Linked DNA regions of Mus musculus: region 1 is linked to region 2. The links are chromatin contacts, called in public Hi-C maps. All regions are on one chromosome and are shown on one strand. Each heading gives the region's core, a stretch centred on a gene start, on an enhancer-like site or on the middle of the called end of the contact. The rest is flanking DNA. Distances are from core to core; before and after follow the strand shown. Region 1 overlaps Gm32348 (a long non-coding RNA gene). Region 2 has its middle 23 kb from the start of Fos.

Region 1 (3,150 bases), core at 636-3,135, 78 kb after region 2:
AAGGTAGGAGGAACAGGCCCTGAGCTAAGGCTGTCTCTCTCTGTAATACTGTGTGAGCAGCCAGAAAATCTGACCTTTGATCTTCCAGAAGGTCATGGGGTTCAGTTTGTGATGCCCAGAGTGTGGGGTGGGGCAAAGCTGCTCACCCTGTGGCTGCTGGGAACCAAAGAGAGAAAGAGGAGAGGGAGGAGTTGAGGGTCCCAACAGCCTTCAAGGGAACACACAATGACCTAACAGCTTTCTACCAGGTCCTAAAAGGTCCACCATTTCCTAAAGGTTCTAGGACTTCCCAAGAACGTCACATGTTGGTGGCTGTTGGCCAATCAAGGCCCCTATGCATATTGGTCTTTGGGGGATATTTAAGATCTAAACTGTAATGCTTAGTAACTACGTGTTACTAAACTGTGTCCTGTTTGGAGGGTGGCCTTCCCTCCTCACCCACGCTTTCCTGATCCTTGACAGGCAATAGAGCTCGTATCCTGGAACCAAAGACAGACATGCTAAGAACTTTCCAAGAAAGACTCTGTCACTGCCTCCTCTGATCCCATCCTCCCATTTTTCAATCCCTTTAAAAGTTTGTTTCAGCCGGGCGTGGTGGCACACGCCTTTAATCCTAGTACTCGGGAGACAGAGGCAGGCGGATTTCTGAGTTCGAGGCCAGCCTGGTCTACAAAGTGAGTTCCAGGACAGCCAGGGCTACACAGAGAAACCCTGTCTCAAAAAACCAAAAAGCTTGTTTCATTTTACTTTTGAGATTACAGTATAATTACATTTCTGCCTTCCCTTTCCCCCTCTGAAGCCTTCTGTACACACCTCTCCACTGGCCTGCAAACTCATGGCCTCTTTTTTTATTATTGCATGTATGTGTATTCCTAAATATAACCAGCTCAGATCCTATCATGTCACTCAAATGCATGTTTTCAGGGGTGCCCACTTGACACTGGTCATCCAGTTGGTGTGCTCTTCTTTGGGGAGGACCACCTCTCCTGCTCCCACCTTTCCCGAGTTGCTTAGAGTTCCTTGTTTAGCACTGAGGCCTCATGGGCTTTTCTCCATCTACTGTGGCATGCCCACTGGTGTCCTCCTTGTTTGGCTTACATGTGGGTAGCCCCGCTGGTGAGATTTTATGGCTTGAGGGCTTCGGATGTTGCTAGGAGACACAATCTCACAGTAAACTCTGGTCCTCTGGCTCTGACAATCTTTCCCCCTCTTCGTCTTCAAGGTTCCCTGAGCTTTACGTGCAAGAATGTTTTGTAGACGTATCCACTGGGACTGGGCCATTCTGCATGCTGATTGGTTGTTGTTTTCTGTAATGGCCGCCATCTGTAGCAAAGAGAAGTTTCCTTGGTGTGGAGACCACACTTATCTGCGGACATAAGGACAAACGTTTATAGATTGTTGTTAGGGAGGATGCTGGGTTAGTAAATTAGCGATTGTAGATTCTCCTCCAATAGCCATGACTTCACAAGACTGAGTAGTTAGCTAGGTCTCCAGTACCAGGCATGGTCTCCCTCTTGCTAAGCAAGCCGTAAGTCCAATTTGAGAGCTGTTGGTTACCACCACGGTATGTGTGTCACGGTATGTGTGTCACACTATGTGTGCCCCTGTAGGGTTATCAGGCCATGCTGGTCATTGATGTGGTTCATAGGCAACATAGCTGCCTAGGTCACCTCCCTCCTTTGGAAGTTTTCATGCTGCTTTCTGGTGCTATGAAAGCCAGTCCTCAAGGAAGGGACATTCAGCGACCCCATTTTTCTTTCATAAAAGAGTTTCTAATTTGTAGCTGGGTGCTTGGCTATCTTGATCACAGCTCATATTCCTCAGACCTCTTTCTCTGTTAGGGGCCAAGTCAACCACTGAGCTGTAAGCAGTGTCTACACATTCCAGGAAGTAGATAGTGGGTGAGTTCATTACTCAGCTTTTCACTGTAACCCAATACGTGCGAGCTTATCTCGGGAGGAGGAAGGATTCATTTGGCTTTTGGTTTCAGATGGTAGAATTCATCTTGATGGAAAAGGTGTGGCTCACTAGAGATTGCCGAGCTGACAATCTCTCCCATCCTGGCTAGCCAGAAGCCAGGCTGAGTCTCACCCTTAAGGCCTGGGCCCTAGCAACTCACTTCTGCCATGCAAGTCTTACCTCTTTAAAGTTCTACAACCACCAAAACTACCACCATACAGGTGTTCAAACACGAGTGTGTGGGACTCATTTCCCATCCAACCTTATTCTCTTTCCAGTGGCTGGGACATGGGTGTGGTGGCAGATCTCAAGCAGGCTCTTGGCAGTGTGCACACACATAGCTCAGTGAAGGAGCAGATTGTGAACAGCCATGCACTATTTGTTTTTAACACTTGCAAAATAAATGTGTATTTTGTTTACACTACAGTTATCTAACATTTTTTGACCCAGAGCAAAACACAAACTTGAATGGCATATTTATTTTCTCAATCTCTCTTACTGCTAAGAAAGGACACGAAACCAAGTTCAATTAAAGGAAGCCTTCTTGCCCAGGGCAGTCTTAGCAGGAAGCTCAAGTTCCTGAGACAGCGGTGGTGACATCCAGTGTGGAGTGTGGTTGAGGCAAGATCTAGGCTTTGTTGGCAGCACTGGGACCTCGCTGAGTGCTATATTTAGTGGTATGGCTCCCACTACTGTCCTCCTGTTCACCCAACGATTCTGTGACCTAATATTCTGCTAATAAATTCTGCCACTCAGTCATCAATGTAGTCTTAGCCCCTGTCAAAAGACTTTTTAATAAAAGTTCCCAAGGCAGTTAGTTGGCTCTGCCATCAAATTAGTCACTGAATAAAATGTGTTAAAAGTCTATGTGAGGCATGAGTCCCATCTAAAAGTCAGAATTTTCTCACACCTTTGTTTCTATAGATACTTCTGGGACAGAACGAGGTTCTTTGAAATAGCTGGTATCTCCTGTTGTACGGAAGTGTGCCATCTGCTTGCAGAAGCCTTGATATTTGGGGGCCGACCAGGACCAAATTAAACACAGCATAGGAGTTTGTCAGAAGCACACCCGAAGGGCAGGGATACTTCATTTGTCCTAGAGTGATTTACACAAAAAACCTCAGCTCTTTAAAACTTTGTCAGGAATGAGGAAAAAGACAAAAACCAACAAGAACCAGGGTGGGGTAGAGA
Region 2 (2,826 bases), core at 223-2,722:
TGTTTAACAAATGTACCTACTGAGCCATCTTGCCAGCCCTATGCTAAAGATTTTTCTTTTTGTTCTTTTGAGACAGGGTTTCCCAGTATAGCCCTGGCTGTTCTGGAACTCACTTTGTAGACCAGGCTGGCCTCAAACTCAGAAATCCACCTGCATCTGCCTCCCAAGTGCTGGGATTAAAGGCGTATGCCACCACCACCACCGCCTGGCAAAGTTTGTTTGTTTGCTTTTTTAAGATTTATTTATTATTATTTATCTATTATTATATTAGTACACTGTAGCTGTCTTCAGACACACCAGAAGAGGACGTCAGATCTCATTTTGGATCTCCATGTGGTTGCTGGAATTTGAACTCAGGACCTTTGGAAGAGCAGTCAGTGCTCTTAACTGCTGAGCCATCTCTCCAGCCCCAAAGTTTTTTTTTTTTTATCCTTGTGATTTTTAAAATAAATAAAAACAATTGTAAACATTTCCTGAAAAATCCCTCACTCTTTCCACTGGCTATGCTCGTCTGTGACACTTCCAAGATGCTCTCAATGCATTGAGTACAGTCTGCCTTGTTGGCCTGCCCACATTCTGTCAGGTAAGCAACCAAGACCTAAGTGGGCTGGAGGTATTCTATATGTCCCATGCTCCCCACGTGTTCTGTGAAGTGCAGAACACCCAGATCTCCGTGAGATGACGGTAATGTCTCTTTCCTTACACCACACAACTGGTAGGTGGCCGATCAGAGACTTGGACCCGTGGTCTTCGAATGAGGACTGACTGCTGGGTAGCCAGGGAGGCTGGCCTGTCTTGGGGAGGAGGGGGAGACAGGGAGAAGGTTTTGAAGAGAGGGTAACGGCAGAGATGACTCATTGGGGAAAGGCCTTGGGAATTATAAGGTTTGTATGTGTGGATGACATCAGCTTGTCTAGGAGACCAGGAGATACCCCAAGGGGAGGGACTCAAGACCGGAAGCAGAGGGCCAGGGTCAGGGCCAGGGTGTGGGGTTTTGGCTTAAGCCAGTGTTTTTTGGGGGGGGGGAGTCTTCATTTCCTTGAGCTAGGCAATCTTGCCCTAATTCTTCAGTAGATAGTTTATAGCTCTCCTTGATGCATTTGATGCTCAAATGGCTGTCAACTTAGCATTAGTGGGGGAACATGTGTCTATTCAGGTAGTCATTCTAGGGCCAGGTCCCTCAGAGTGCCTGTAATGGGGAGCAGCCAACCATAAGTCTACAAATCCCTTTACAAACTAACCGGGGAGATACTACCAGCAGAGGGCGCTCTTCAGCGAGACAAGGATTGACCCGAACTCTGCTATCTGCCTTGTGCATTGAGAACCGTCCATCCTTCCACTGTGTGGGTTCTGGGCCTCGAACTTGGGTTGTCAGACTTGGTGGCAAGCACCCTCACCTGCTGAGCTGTCCAGCCAGGTCCACTGATTGTTTCTTTATGTTAAAAACCTTCAAGGTTGCCAGGCAGTGGTGGCGCATGCCTTTAATCCCAGCACTTGTTCCAGGCCAGCCTGGTCTACAGAGTGAGTTCCAGGACAGCCAGGGCTACACAGAGAAACCCTGTCTCGAACTCCGTCTCCGTCCCCCCCCCCCCCCGCCCATATCTTCAAGGTTCTTTTAGCCTTTTGAAATATATCATACATTCTTATTTTTGCTATAATTTTCATTTACTTATTTATTATTTATTTATGGTACCGAGGAGAGAACCCAGGATTTTGTACATGTGAAGCAAGTGCTCTATCACTGAGCTACATCCCCATTCCCACAATACCACCGTTCCCTACAGTCTCTGTCCTATGCAACCACACACACCGGAACTTCCTGCTCTTTGCTCTCACGCAGTTCCTGTTGGCCAGAGTTCACCACCCCTTCCTTATTCTTCTCTTGCAGCCTTTGGTATCTCTCATTCCCTTCGCCAACTTCTGAAATGCTTCTTTAGTTTCATTAAACAGCAGGCTGGCCTTTAGTCATGTCTGTGGCATCCTTGAAGCTCACTCAGCTTAATAGTAAGTAGGATTCTGGATTGGAGCTGAGCATAGGGTCAGAGCATTAGTGAATTATTTGATGCCCCACTGGCTTTGTGGCTTCCACTTTGCCCGAGGGGTTACCATGTGTCATCACACTGGCTCTTGGAGATATTATTACCATGCTGGGGAAATCTCCAGGGAGCCAAAAAAATTCCAGGCAGGGAGATAGCTGCCTTCCCTGAATTCAGGGCTTCTGACCTCAGCGCCCCACCCCATCCCCACCACAGCCAATCAGCAAAAGATCTCTCCCAAACTGACAAGCAAAAGAAAACCTTGCAGACAGCTGAGCCCAAACAGACTTGGGTGAGGCTGAGGGGAACATCAGGCGTGGCGTCACCAGTCACCGGCTGTAGGCCAGGCTGTTGCCTGGAGATAGTTTGTTCATTTACCAGTGGACAGCTGAGCCAGTTGGGGGAACCCCAGGAGGAAGGCAGCGCTGGTGCCCAGGGGAGACTGGGTTTCTTTAAGTAATAGAAACCACAGGGAGGGCTTTGCCACTTTCAGAGAGTGCACCTTCTTCACACAGGAGCTGGCAGGAAGCCTAGGGGTTGGAGGTTGAGGGAGACCCTGGCAGGAGAGCCCGTAGCAGCTACAGCACCAAGGAGGGGTGTGGAGAAGCTGGAAGGCCTTCCGAGGAGAGAGGATTCACGGCTGTGTTGGCTTTCTGGGCAAAAGAATCACAGAAGTGTGTGTGTGTGTGTGTGTGTGTGTGTGTGTGTGTGTGTGTGTGTGTGTGTGTGTGTGTGTGTGTGTGTTTGGGGTGTGTATATACAGGTGCATGCATATGGGGTCACAATAATT

Evidence for each region. Hi-C and Micro-C count contacts between places; a contact is called where the count stands out from the background.
Region 1: a Hi-C map of the C2C12 cell line shows a contact between it and region 2, with 2.8 times the contacts expected there. The contact joins two enhancer-like sites. A contact is called at or near these places in 1 of 39 promoter capture datasets (HPC-7-derived erythroid cells), 1 of 15 datasets of contacts at CTCF or cohesin (pro-B cells), 19 of 484 Hi-C or Micro-C datasets (the C2C12 cell line, CD8 T cells, the HL-1 cell line and 11 more), 10 of 115 datasets of contacts at active chromatin or transcription factors (the 230-238 cell line, CD8 T cells, the HPC-7 cell line and 6 more) and 1 of 9 other capture datasets (embryonic stem cells).

Annotation. Positions count from the first base shown.
Region 1 is chr12:85,573,081-85,576,230 of GRCm38.p6, forward strand. The region is part of intron 1 of Gm32348 (a long non-coding RNA gene); the gene reads left to right. Among named protein-coding and RNA genes, the nearest start is that of Gm32348, 4.8 kb to the left of the region's middle. Within about 2 kb of position 1,886, at least 31 of the 459 cell types and tissues checked have an H3K27ac peak or open chromatin away from gene starts, as enhancers often do. A contact at or near this core is called in the C2C12 cell line, the HL-1 cell line, the HPC-7 cell line and 1 more, where this site is marked.
Region 2 is chr12:85,495,664-85,498,489 of GRCm38.p6, forward strand. No RefSeq gene overlaps it. Among named protein-coding and RNA genes, the nearest start is that of Fos, 23 kb to the left of the region's middle. Within about 2 kb of position 1,473, at least 123 of the 459 cell types and tissues checked have an H3K27ac peak or open chromatin away from gene starts, as enhancers often do. A contact at or near this core is called in the C2C12 cell line, the HL-1 cell line, the HPC-7 cell line and 1 more, where this site is marked.